Linked DNA regions of Mus musculus: all the other regions are linked to region 1. The links are chromatin contacts, called in public Hi-C and HiChIP or PLAC-seq maps. All regions are on one chromosome and are shown on one strand. Each heading gives the region's core, a stretch centred on a gene start, on an enhancer-like site or on the middle of the called end of the contact. The rest is flanking DNA. Distances are from core to core; before and after follow the strand shown. Region 1 holds the start of Gdi2 (guanosine diphosphate (GDP) dissociation inhibitor 2). Region 2 holds the start of Akr1c13 (aldo-keto reductase family 1, member C13). Region 3 overlaps Gm40656 (a long non-coding RNA gene). Region 4 holds the start of Akr1c19 (aldo-keto reductase family 1, member C19).

The links. A called contact is a pair of places that touch in the nucleus more often than the background predicts. HiChIP or PLAC-seq counts read pairs in DNA pulled down with a chosen protein or histone mark.
Region 2: an H3K27ac HiChIP or PLAC-seq map of embryonic stem cells shows a contact between it and region 1, with 6 times the contacts expected there. The contact joins the promoter of Akr1c13 here to the promoter of Gdi2 in region 1. A contact is called at or near these places in 1 of 484 Hi-C or Micro-C datasets (the G1E-ER4 cell line) and 2 of 115 datasets of contacts at active chromatin or transcription factors (embryonic stem cells and extraembryonic endoderm stem cells).
Region 3: a contact with region 1 is called in a Hi-C map of the G1E-ER4 cell line, with 4 times the contacts expected there. The contact joins the enhancer-like site here to the promoter of Gdi2 in region 1. A contact is called at or near these places in 1 of 39 promoter capture datasets (cranial neural crest), 1 of 484 Hi-C or Micro-C datasets (the G1E-ER4 cell line), 1 of 115 datasets of contacts at active chromatin or transcription factors (embryonic stem cells) and 2 of 9 other capture datasets (embryonic stem cells and liver).
Region 4: a contact with region 1 is called in an H3K27ac HiChIP or PLAC-seq map of extraembryonic endoderm stem cells, with 8 times the contacts expected there. The contact joins the promoter of Akr1c19 here to the promoter of Gdi2 in region 1. A contact is called at or near these places in 1 of 39 promoter capture datasets (cranial neural crest), 2 of 115 datasets of contacts at active chromatin or transcription factors (embryonic stem cells and extraembryonic endoderm stem cells) and 2 of 9 other capture datasets (embryonic stem cells and liver).

The regions. Positions count from the first base shown.
Region 1 is chr13:3,536,267-3,539,405 of GRCm38.p6, forward strand. Gdi2 (guanosine diphosphate (GDP) dissociation inhibitor 2) reads left to right here and starts at 1,809. Exons shown (of 11, transcript NM_008112.4): 1 at 1,809-2,077. The coding sequence starts at 2,033.
Region 2 is chr13:4,189,412-4,192,584 of GRCm38.p6, forward strand. Akr1c13 (aldo-keto reductase family 1, member C13) reads left to right here and starts at 1,776. Exons shown (of 9, transcript NM_013778.2): 1 at 1,776-1,899. The coding sequence starts at 1,816.
Region 3 is chr13:4,256,032-4,259,078 of GRCm38.p6, forward strand. Gm40656 (a long non-coding RNA gene) reads left to right here. Exons shown (of 2, transcript XR_873103.3): 1 at 1-1,563; 2 at 1,822-2,430. Among named protein-coding and RNA genes, the nearest start is that of Gm40656, 5.4 kb to the left of the region's middle. Within about 2 kb of position 1,505, at least 7 of the 459 cell types and tissues checked have an H3K27ac peak or open chromatin away from gene starts, as enhancers often do. A contact at or near this core is called in the G1E-ER4 cell line, where this site is marked.
Region 4 is chr13:4,232,450-4,235,501 of GRCm38.p6, forward strand. Akr1c19 (aldo-keto reductase family 1, member C19) reads left to right here and starts at 1,291. Exons shown (of 9, transcript NM_001013785.3): 1 at 1,291-1,405. The coding sequence starts at 1,322.

The sequences.
Region 1 (3,139 bases), core at 559-3,058:
GTGTAGCCTTGGCTGTCCTGGAACTCACTCTGTAGACCAGGCTGGCCTCAAACTCAGAAATCTGCCTGCTTCTGCCTCCCAAGTGTTGGGATTAAAGGCGTGCGCCACCACACCCAGCTTCTTAATGCAACTTTTATTCTCCTGTGTAACTGTCATCTGGGAGACTTACTGCTCCTTTCTGCCAATGTAGGCCTAGTCGCAGAAGCTTCCAGCCTCCATACAATCTAATGTAGCCCTAGAATGTTTTCAGCCTCTGAGACTTACTGCTGAATAAACTCACCCTTTCTAGTTCTTTCTGAACTCTGGCTGGATGGTTCAACTCAGCTGTTCTGGTTCAAACTCCTCTCCAAGCTGACTGATTCAATCTGGCTCCTCTCTGCTTCTTCCGAATTGCTCTGCTTGACCTTTAACTATAGCAATCTGTTTTGGTTTTTCGCCTCTTCTTTGACTCATTCTGTCTTTACTTGTGTCTAATTTGTCCTCTCTGCAACCTGTCCCTTTATAACTGTCACAGTAAAACTGCTTCCTCCTCCTCTTCTGTACTGCCTCTTAAATAGCTTCCCTTCCCTCTCTCTTTTGAGAGCTGGGTATAACCTGGCAAACCTTTCTCTGATTCAGTCAAGCCACTCAATTAGACATCACTGTTAAACATGGGTGCTTCCTTCTAATAAACTAGTTTTACCTTTGGAATCAAAGGTGTGCACTTAGGGTGTGCCTGTATTCCAGCAAGATTAAAGGTGTGTGCTAAGGGCCGAGGCACAGCACAGCTAGTTCAAAGCCAGTGGAGCTTGATGTCCAAGGGGCCTGCAAATGTTGCTTTAATGGTCCTGAGGGTTACTGGAAGGTCTACTTTGCACCCTGACAATTCTGTTGTCCAAACAAAACAAAACAACTCTGAAATTAATTAGATTCAACAAAGTTTTAACAAGGATCAGGATCCAGAACCAGGCAGCACACCAAAGATGGTTCAGAAGCCCCACCTCTAGTGTGGTAATTGCATGTAGAGGCTGAAACACAGCAAACATACAAAATATAGTGCAATTCAGCATTTGCCTTTATAAGCACATTTTGGCAGCCTTCAGCCTGAGAGACTAGTTGAAGCCCAGTTGCTTGGGTACCAGGGTTATCAACTCTTAAATTTATAACCTGCTTTGCATCACAAGCTAGAATGCGGAGCATTATATAGGAAAGCCATTCTGGACCACATTTTACCTAAAGCATGGATACCAGTTTAGAACACATTTATTTGTTCGAACAGAACCATACAAGTTTAAAGCAGGGCACACAGAATCCTGAGGTCTTCCCAGCCCCGCGCGGGCAGGGGCAGGGGCAGGGCCAGGAGCCAAGCTGCAGAGGCAACGAGGCTGCCAACCTTCGGAGAGGCTGGCGTCCTCACGACTTGGCCCCGCTCGGCCAGGGCGATGCACGTACACCTCTCAAAGTCCCAAGGGCGGAGCTTGGGCTCCGTGGCCCGAAGCCTAAACAACCGTGCTCCATCTCACACCTTGGCGCGAGAGTCAGGCACGTGGTAGCCCAGCTGCAGTTTCCGCCTTGTTCCTCCTATTCAACTAGACCCTCAGCTTCGCATGTCGCCGCCCATACCACAGGAGCACAAGACGGGTGAAATTTAAAAAAAAAAAAAAAAAAAAAGCGCAAAACCGGAAGCCAAGATGGCAGCAGTCCGCCCTTCTCTCGCGAGAGGGGAACGAGGGGGGGAGAGGTGGGGTTAAGGAAATTCACCAATGAGAGAGCAGGATCCCCTTGACTGACGGCGCCGTCGGCCTCTCGCACGCCCCGCCCCGGCGCCGGAGCTCGCTCTCCTCACCCCGCGCTCTCCCCGCCTCCCCTCCCTCCCCTCCCTGCTCTTCTCTTCCCGTTGAGGTGGCGGCCGGCCTCTCCTCCTCCTCAGCTCCGTTTTTCCTCTCCTCGCTTTTTCCCTTTCCCCCCGACCCCCGGGGCCCAGAGCGGCCGGACTTCTCGCTCCCTTCTCTACGGCGGCCTCCGAGCCCCCGCGTGCGCTCCTTTCCCCGCCATGAATGAGGAATACGACGTGATCGTGCTGGGCACCGGCCTGACGGTGAGCTGCGGCGGGCTGCGGGGAGACGCGGCCGGCCGGCCTCCGCCGGGCCCGGGGGCGAGGGCGGGTCCCATCGGTGTGCACGAGCCTCGCCCGCGCCCGAACTGCCGGTGTCTGCGCCCCCTTGGGGGCCGTCCCCACTCGCCCGCGTTGAGTCTGGGATAGGGAGGTCGTGGCTTGTTGGGATGCAGTGATTTGAAGGCGTCGGTAGTGTGTTAGGGAAAACCAGGATGTGGAAGCCGGGACGTGTCCGTGGGAAGCCTGCCCATTGGGAAGTTGAGGGCAGAACCGCCCAGCAGCCGGAGAGAGACAGCCTCGTCCTCCTGCAGGAAGGAAGAGGACCGGGAAAACAGCTTGTGCTCCTTGCACTTCCCCTTTGGGTGAATGACCTCTCCCGCTTGGAAGCAGGCAAGCCCTGGACCGAGCGGGAGGGAGTCGCTGCTGGCGCCTGCACTTCCTATGTAAGTGGCGAGTAGCAGCAGCAGCAGCAGCAGCAGCAGCTTACTCAGCTAGTCTCAGGGCGCAGAAAGCCAAACAGAAGGATGATCGCTGATCGATAATTTGTCCTAGAGTTTGGCCAACTTAAGTTTCTAGAGAAAATCATGAAACGAGTTTCTTTAGGAAAAAAACAAACACCCTTTTTCTAATTGCTTCACTGCCCTCTCATCCACTCGCTTGAAATGGGAAATGAATTTTCTCAAAACTTGTCTGTTAAATACTTTTCACGTCCGGCCCGTGCTTCCCTTTTGTTTGGTTTATTGCGTGCCGCCACAGTTTCTTGAGAAGGGGGAGGCTAAGTTCTCTGTACTTGTTACACTTCTGGGAGGTTAGAAAATAAATGCGCAGTGTGAATGTACTGGTATGTAAATGTAAGGCGGTCCCTAATGCTCCAGTACGTTTTCGTCAGTATCTATCTGCTTAAATATGGGAAAAATATAGACAGGTTTTTATACTTTGTGCTTTCCCCCCGGCCCCCCACTGTGACAAAAGGGCTGATCTTTTGCAAAAAGGAGTTGGGAAGAGAACCGACCATTTTGAATATCAATTGCGGTGTGTGTGTGT
Region 2 (3,173 bases), core at 526-3,025, 650 kb after region 1:
GACAATTTAGGGACCCCGTGAGGAACCTGACAGAAGGACTGGAGGAGCAGGGGGGATTGCAACCCCATAGGAAAAACAACATAGGCTGGCTGGACTATCCAGTGTTCCCAGAGGCTAGACCACCAACCAAGGAATGTACAGGGAGGGATCTATGACTCCAGATACATATGTAGTAGAGGATGGACTTGCCTGACAGCAGTGGGAGGGGAGGACCTTGGTCTCAAGGAGGTTTGAAGGCCCAGCACAGGGAGTTGCTGAATCTGTAGGGTGGGAGAGGGTGGGTGGGAGAGCACCCTCATGGAGGCAAAGGGGGGGAGGAGAGGGTTGATGTGGGATGGGGGGTTTTGTGGAGGGGTAGCTGGGAAGTGAGATATCATTTGAGATGTAAATGAATGGAATGATTAATAAAAAATTTCAGTTTTAGTTGTTGATATCTTTGTTTTTAAAAAAATTCTGAGAAGACTAAATTCAGTTCATGAACTATTTTTCCATTAATTATTTATTCACTTTATATCCTGATCACTACCCACCTGCTCCCCCTTTTATACTGTCTCTACCCCTCCCATTCTCTTCTGAGAGGGTGGCGGTATCCTGGGTATCCCCCTACCTCTGGCACATCAAGTTTCTGCATTGCTAGATGTATTCTCTCCCAGGAGGCCAGACAAGGTAGCCCAGATAGGGAAACAGACTACACAGGCAACAGTTTTAAGGAACATTCCCGTTCCAGTTATTGGGACCCACATGAGACACAAGCTGTACTTCTACTATGTGTGTGTGTGTGTGTGTGTGTGTGTGTGTGTGTGTGCTAGGTTGAGTCTGAGTATGCTCTTTAGTTGATAGTTCAGTCTCTGAGAGCCCCCAAGTATCCAGTTTAGCTGACTCTCTTGGTCTTCTTATAGGGTTTCTACCCTCTTCAGGACTCTCAATCCTTCCCTCAACTCTTCCATAAGAGTCCCTGAGCTCCATCCAAAGTTTGGCTGTGGGCCTCTGCACCTGTTTTAGTCTGATGCTGGATGGAGCCTTTCAGAGGACAGTTATGCTAGCTTCCTTCCTGTCTGCAACCATAACATAACATCTTTCAGGGACTGATACTTGCCCATGGGATGGGAATCAAGTTGAGCTGGATATTCCTTGGCCATTCCCTCAGTTTCTGCTCCATCTTATCTTTGCATTTCTTGTAGACAGGGAAAATTTTGAGTCAAAGTTTTTTGGGTGGTTTGATGCCCCTATCACTTTAAGTGCTCAAGTGTGGCTTCTTTTTTCTTTATGTTTACAGGGCATGCAGTAACTCATGATTTTCAGTGATGCATGTTCAAGTAGAGGCTTCATAATGGCCAAATGAAAATAAGTATCTTCAGTATTATAATTGTTCAACCAATCTCTTCTTTAATAGTATTTAATATATGAGATAAAGAAGAGAAAAACCACAGTAAACACGTACTTTATCTTATATAGTACTTTATTTGAAATTTATCCTTTATATGAAAATGAGTGGCTTGCGTTCTTATTTGTGGAATACTGCTTTAAATTTCTGACTCCTCCCTTGTGTTGGTGTCCATTAGACAGACAATAGTAGTATTTAAAACAGTAGGCACACAACAGTACTGTTAACCATTAGCCAGACAGTAGCACTGATTAATCATTAGCTGGATAGCAGATAGTTAAACATTAGCCAGTGAGTAGGCATGGCTAACTGCCAGAAAGGGAGTGTCCCTTGTTAACCATTAGACAGGAAGTTGATAGACGATGTTTACCCACTTCCGCTTCAGGGCAACAGAATACTCAGGAAGTGCTTAGCCAGGGGAGTGAGAGACAATGAGCTCCAAACAGCACTGTGTCAAACTAAATGATGGCCACTTAATTCCTGCCCTGGGCTTTGGCACCTATAAACCCAAGGAGGTAAGAATACAGGATTGTCAGTATCTCAGGCTAGAGCTAATCCGTGTACAAGAGAACAGAAAGTTAGGTTTGCCCTGCATCAGGGTCTGATTGTGTATCCCCTGCTTGCTGATTGTTCTTGATAAATAGAGGTTACAGCAGCACTTGAAATTGGTGGCTGTGGTTGGGAGACCTAGCTATATTCATGCTTGCTTTTCTCTGAGGAAGACCCCTGTTCCTGGTGAATCAGTAGGGAGGCATGCTGAAGGGGAACAAAGGGGGGCAAACTCTAAAGACATTTTCTCCTGTGGTAGGTGTTAGTGCAGCATATAATGAAGCTATAGGGTACATGTCTCAGTAGCACTAGAACATTTACTATAACTCAGCAAGCGAATTCAGGGACAGGGAGAAAGTTTATCTTCCTTGTTATTTTTACTGTCTGACTGGGAATCTGGTCTTGGTAGGATTTGACTCTTTTTGTTTTTGTTTTTGTTTTTATTTTTATTTTTGTTTGTATTTCCCCTTGGATTTACTTTTCTGGCCTAGGCATGTCTGTGAATCTACTGTTCCCATTTGGGACCTTCCAGCTCTAAGAGTGAACTTGGCTGTGAGCTCCAGGCTTAAAGGGACAGACCCATGACCTAACAATTCTGGGCACTATGCTTTTCTTGTATCCATGCTTCAAAGATTGATAGAGGAGAAGAAAGTCACCAGATTGCCTATCAGCTTTCTTGGTTGCAGTGTGGGAGGGGAGTTCTCTTTATGTCCATAACCTACAACATAATTTTTCATTGCAAAAAGGCAAAATGCCGGAAATGAACATTCAGGGTGGCTTCCTGTATGTTCTCAAATCTGTGGGTTGGAACCCCAAACTCATTTTATGTCTGGGGATCACCACAGCATGAGGCAATGAATTAAAGTGTTGCAGCATTAGGAAGGTTGGGAACCAATGTCGGAGACTAAGGCATGAAACAAATATTTGCAAATACTTTGGTTTTGTTTCAGGGTAGCCATCAGCATCTCACAGTGGATGTTTACCAGAACTAAGTGAGATCTCCCATGTATAACTCTCAACTGTGGAAAACTTTCTGGAATTTTATAGTGAATCATTATGATGGGGAGAAAGAGGACCTAGTAAAGATAAATGTGAGTTATTGGTATTCATTAGTGTATTTTGGATTTAGAACATGGTTGTCCTCAGAACAAAAAACATCAAGTGGACTGTTTGCAAACCTGGAGGGACTTTCTTGTTTTCTATTCCTCCTGATACCTTTTAAATGTGTGGCAAAGGATCT
Region 3 (3,047 bases), core at 255-2,754, 720 kb after region 1:
TTGTTTTGCCTTTTAGATTTCTGTTTTACTCAATTCCATCAGTTAAAATCTGTCTAAGTCTCAATGTAAAGTTTTGACATCTTGCCAAAAATCAGTGGCCGACATGCAGTGATAATCATTTCTGGGTTCTTAAACATACTATATGTTTGTCTTTATTTCAAAGATATTCTTCTAAATGTGACATAGTATTCAATTCTACATAAGCATAAACATTTACATAGTAATAGGGTATCATCTAATCTTTTGATAATATTTAAATCAGAAAAAAATAATATTCAGTAATATATGTTTAACATACACATAAAATGTATATAGTACATTCTGTGTCTTCAAAAATTGATTAGTTTTTATAGAATAAACATTCAAACTATAACATAGAGGTTTAAAAACTATATTTTAAAACTATACTCATCCTCCTATACAACAGCACATTAGACTTCCTTTCCTACACCAACTATTCCTTGGTGTGCATTATTAGTCCTTCACTGTCTCCCTCCCCCATACTCTCTCAGCTTCTATAATGGCCATTATACTCTTAATTTCTTCCAAAGCATCATTTTTACAAATTTTACAAATTTGTGAATGGCTGCTGCCTTATAATGCTTACCATTTTTGTTTTGACATGTAGTTCTAGTAATATAATTATTCCTAGGTTCATTTATGTGGTAGCAAATGGCAAACAAAGCCATTTTAGATGAATAGCTTTCTTTTGGATGCATATCCAATGCTTTCTTTACTTATTTCTCAGTTAATGGATGATGGATACCTAGATTCTTTTGTCAGACATCAGAATGGTGACACCTTCTTGCTTGTTACCCATTTTCTTAGAATATATTTAGCCATTCCTTCACTCTAAGGTGGCACTTATCTGTGATGGTGAAGATTGTGTCCTGGAATCAATCCTGTGTTCTGATACAATCTCCTATTCTGTTTTCAGTGACAAACATGAAAAAACTGATCAAGCAGGATATCTCAAGCACACAGAGAGAGTCCTTGGAATTGATAACCATCTCCCCTGTGGGTGGAAAGAGCTGAGTTCTCAGAATGAAGTTAGAGTTTGTAGAGTCCTTGGAATTGATAACCATCTCCCCTGTGGGTGGAAAGAGCTGAGTTCTCAGAATGAAGTTAGAGTTTGTAGAGTCCTTGGAATTGATAACCATCTCTCCTTCAGGTGGGAAGAGTTGAGTTCCCAGAATGAAGTGGGAGCTCCCCTAAAACCATGGCTCCAGATTATTACTGGCTTTGCCAAGCCTCTTTCTTGCTTTAGACAAGGAGTTACTTTCCTTCTCCATGCAACAGGTGCTCATGGAGGCCCTTGGATGAGCCTGGCTGTCGGACTGTGAAAGGCAGCCTGTTTTCTGGTCGAGCTAAGTTTAAACCCCGGAAATCCAGCAGATAACTCTACAAGGGATGAAAGGCCTGTTTGCCATGCTCCCAAACACTAGGCTCCCGACACAAGGCCCCAGCTCCATAATTCTGTGGCCATCAGTCACACAGGGCAACGCCTCAAGCTCCTTGTATTCTGTCTGGACTTCACCCCCACAGTTACCTGGCAACAACCAGGTAGGCCCAGCCCACTATAAAAGGAGCTGCTTGCCCCCTCCTCCCTCTCTCTCTCTCTTACTCTCTTACTTACTCCTTTTTCCCACTTGCTTCTCTCTTGCCCTCTTTCTCCCCATCTTTCCACATTCCCTTCCCCCTTCTCTCCACGTGGCCATGGCCAGCCTCTATTTCTCTGCTCTCTCTCTCTCCCTGACTTTCTCTACCTCTACCCCATGACAATAAATGCCCTAAAATCATGGACTGTCTCTTCTCATTGAGATCCACAGTGCTGGAGCAATGGAGCAGCTAAAAAGCCTCCAGTGTAACCTCCTGAGCAAGGCCTCTCTGCATTCTCAGATATGGCTTCCACTAAACCAAACCACCTCGAGAACCATCCGCAGTCCTCCTCCTGAACATCCAGCGGCATCTGTGGTGTCTGAGAATCTGAGAACCTACCAGTCTCAGCCTCTATGCGGGCCTGGACCCCCAAGTCCACGCAGACCTCAGACTGCGCTTCCCCACCTCCAGAGCAGGATCCTGCAGCTTCTCACAGCCAGACACGTGGCCCGAGGCAGCATCGTGGGGTACTTGCAGTCAAACTTCCCAAGCAGCCCTAGCTCTGTGGCAGACTGGACACAGGACACCATTCTAATCCACACGTGGCTCCCAACATCTTCAGTGGAAGAATAACATCTAATACCCCCTGTAGGAGTGGCTTGGTGACCATAGATTCCTTCAGTCTATTTTATCATTAAATATTTTTTTCCTCCCTCAATCTAGATGAGAGATTTTGCAAGGTATATTGCTCTAGGTTTAAAGCTGTGATCCTTCAGAACTTGAAATACATATCCAAGCCCTGATTGCCTTTAAAGTTTTTCTTAAATAATTGCCTGTTGTCTTTATTGTCCTGATTTTATATGCTACTTGGTGTTTTACTCTTGCACCTTTTTTTTTCCATTTTTTTATTAGGTATTTAGCTCATTTACATTTCCAATGCTATACAAAAAGTCCCCCATACCCACCCACCCCCACTCCCCTACCCGCCCACTCCCCCTTTTTGGCCCTGGCGTTCCCCTGTACTGGGGCATATAAAGGTTGCATGTCCAATGGGCCTCTCTTTCCAGTGATGGCTGACTAGGCCACCTTTTGACACATATGCAGCTAGAGTCAAGAGCTCCGGGGTACTGGTTAGTTCATAATGTTGTTCCACCTATAGGGTTGCAGATCCCTTTAGCTCCTTGGGTACTTTCTCTAGCTCCTCCATTGGGAGCCCTGTGATCCATCCATTAGCTGACTGTGAGCATCCACTTCTGTGTTTGCTAGGCCCCGGCATAGTCTCACAAGAGACAGCTACATCTGGGTCCTTTCGATAAAATCTTGCTAGTGTATGCAATGGTGTCAGCTTTTGGATGCTGATTATGGGGTGGATCCCTGGATATGGCAGTCTCTACATGGTCCATCCTTTCATCTCAGCTCCAAACTTTGTAACTCCTTCCAGGGGTGTT
Region 4 (3,052 bases), core at 41-2,540, 700 kb after region 1:
TGTCAGTTGAGACCAGGCTCCACAAATGTGCATGTTGGTTTTTTGTTATTTTTTTTTTCTATGATGGCCTAAATCTGCTTTATAGAGAAGTTTTCTTGATGAGGAGTAGGGACTAAATTTAACTTTGAGAATAAGAGCAAGTATTTAGAAGATAGTTAGGGATAATAGCTTAATAATGTGGTGGTTATAGGTGTTAGAAGGCCCATGATTTCACTAGTCCTAGGTAGCTCGCTAAGTTTTCAACACCAGGACTGCTGAGTTGGTCTTAAGTCCAATTAGACAGCTGTTAGTTACCACCAAAATATGAGTACCACTACTGTACACTTAGGGTTATTGTACCATGGTAGTGGTCATTTTAACTGGGATAATTCTGGACCCTGAGTAGGTTGTATAGCTGCTGGTAGTGGGTAAAATAGGTTACAACAATATTTGGCCATATTCACCCTCACTGGGTCAGTGCTAGTCTTCCAAAATAGGACAGAAAGAACACCAGGTGGAAGTGGTTGACATTACCTGGATAAGCTCAAACCAGCTCAGTAACTTCCTCATATGGGAGTGTGTGCCTATTGATGCTACACTTTTATTTTAGTGAGCATTTCAACTTTGGGGTTAATCTAGATTCTATTCCTCATTTATTACACTGAATTTGGGATAAAATAGTCTTTCAAGAGATATAGACCCCTTTTCTAAAAGTGCCCACACTGAGGGAAATATAGGTAAGAGACAACAGAGAGAGAGAAGACTGTGCCTGTCAGAGTCAAGACCACTGTTGCCCCCCTTGGTCTGCTTTTATTCTGAAGTCTAAACTTCCTTGTTTGCTGAAACTCAAGCTAGACTGCTTGCTCAATTTTTGTGCATAAGAACTTAAAGTGCTGCTGAGCTTGAGACAAGGGGAGACTTGAGATATCCCCATCACCACAAGGTTTCTATCTAGAAAACAACCAGTGATTGTCCCTTAACCGCTTGGAACAGCTGACAGTAATTTATATGTCATAAAGAGAAATTTAATTTAAAAATCATGATTCACTACAGAATTATCTTTTATCTTGGTACCATTATCTGAATGATACCAAGTCACAGGTAAAAGCAGTTCTTTAAATTCCTACCTTCCCTTTGGTATTGGTCAATCATTAAACAGGTAATGTCACTGGGTAACCATTAGACAGGTGTAAGTGCTGTTTAATCATTAATCAGATAACAACACTGCTTAGACATTAGAGGGGGTTGTGCCTTTGGTTATCCATTAGCCAGGAAGCTGATTGACTGTTCCACGAAGGGTGCAGGAGCAGCAGAACTTGCTTAGTCAGAAGAGTGATAAGCAATGAGTTCCAAACAGCAATGTGTGAAACTGAATGATGGCAACTTCATCCCTGCGCTGGGCTTTGGCACCTACAAACCAGAAGAGGTAAGAACAGTGGTGCTGCGGTGAATGGGTCAAAAGAAAATGGACTGAGGGTGGGTGGAGGAGATGAAGCCATCAAGTCACTCACTTGCTATGTGACTCAGTGGGACTCAACTGGTTCTGTTTCTCTAGACTACTGTAAAGGATAGAAGATAGTTTGACTTTGCTCTGTATCAAGGTCTAATTACATCATCACTTACCAATAATTTCAATAACTGGTCTTGGCTTGCTAGAAGAATCAGTTACCAGTCCACAACACCATCAGCTTCCTTGATTCTATGGTAATGGCAGAGGAAAGAAGAGAGGTTCCTCTGTTTAGCTATGTATTTCAGGTATTTTCTCCCTATTAAATAATACAAGACTTAGAAAAATCAGCATGTTGAATGTTTGTATAAATGTCTAAGGACTATCACAGTTCTATGTAGAGAAGCTCTCAGTAAAATTCACAGTAAATGCTGCACTTGAGTTAAGTAAAGCCTCCACTTACAACTCTCAATTGTGGGGACTGAGGGGACACTGCAATGTGATGCTGGTATAAATGGTAATGGTGACATGCTAGCTGGTCTTTGCTACTGTACCTTAGGAGTGGAACACCATTGTCCAGAAGGTTCTCTGAAGTGAGGTGAACAAACAGGGCAATTTGCAAACCTTGAAGAAATTTCATATTTTAAAATCTTCCTTAAAGTCTCACAATTTTAAAATAAGTGAATTATTCCTTTAACTTTGAATGTGTACATTTTTTATCTCTAAGATTTACAAAGATATTTGTGGAGTAACAATGACCAAGCTGCCCTGAATGCAATTTACCTTCTCATAAATATTCAAAGATCAAGAGTGAAGAACTATGGTGAGACATAGTTACTTTATAGGATAACGTGGCATGCAGAAGGGAAAGCAGCAGAGCTAGAGAGCTGGTTCAATGGCTATGAGCATTTATTGCTCTTGCAGGGACCAGGGTTTGATTCCCAGCAGTCCCATGGTGGTTTATAACCATCAATAATTCCAATTCTAGTAATCCAACATGGGACTCCACAGGCACTGTCTGCACATGATGCACAGACCTACATGAGAGCAAAACATTCATACATGAAATTAATCCAAAATATTGTTTAGAAAAAGAAAAAGAAAACAAGTGTCCAGAAGTCTCAGCCTGAGTAGGCCTGCAGCAAGACAACCTGGGCAGGTTTCTGGGCTCAGTGCTGACAATCACCATTTCACTTTTCATTGAGAAAAGAAATTCTTTTTTCTCTTCCTCTCTCACTTTCTCTCCTGTCATCTATTCCTTCCTTCCTTTCTTTTTTATTTGTTTTGAGATAGGGTGGCTTGGAATTTGCTATGTAGAGCAGGCAGACTTTGAACTCACAGAGATGTTTTCCTCTGCTTCTGGAACATTGGTATTAATGGTAGGGTATCATATCCTGCTCTGAAGTTTTTAATATAATTGTGAATCCTCTATTTTTTAACATATGAATGTTCTCAACATTACTCAAATCTGGCAGAGTAGGCAATAATTTTAAATTTAAGTCAGGTTATATCTTCACTAAACAAAGTAACTTTTATTGTAATGGCCAGCAACTCAACATCAATAATCCCTTACAAAATAAGGAACAACCAGCTGTCTATACAGATGATATTTTCATATATTGTTAC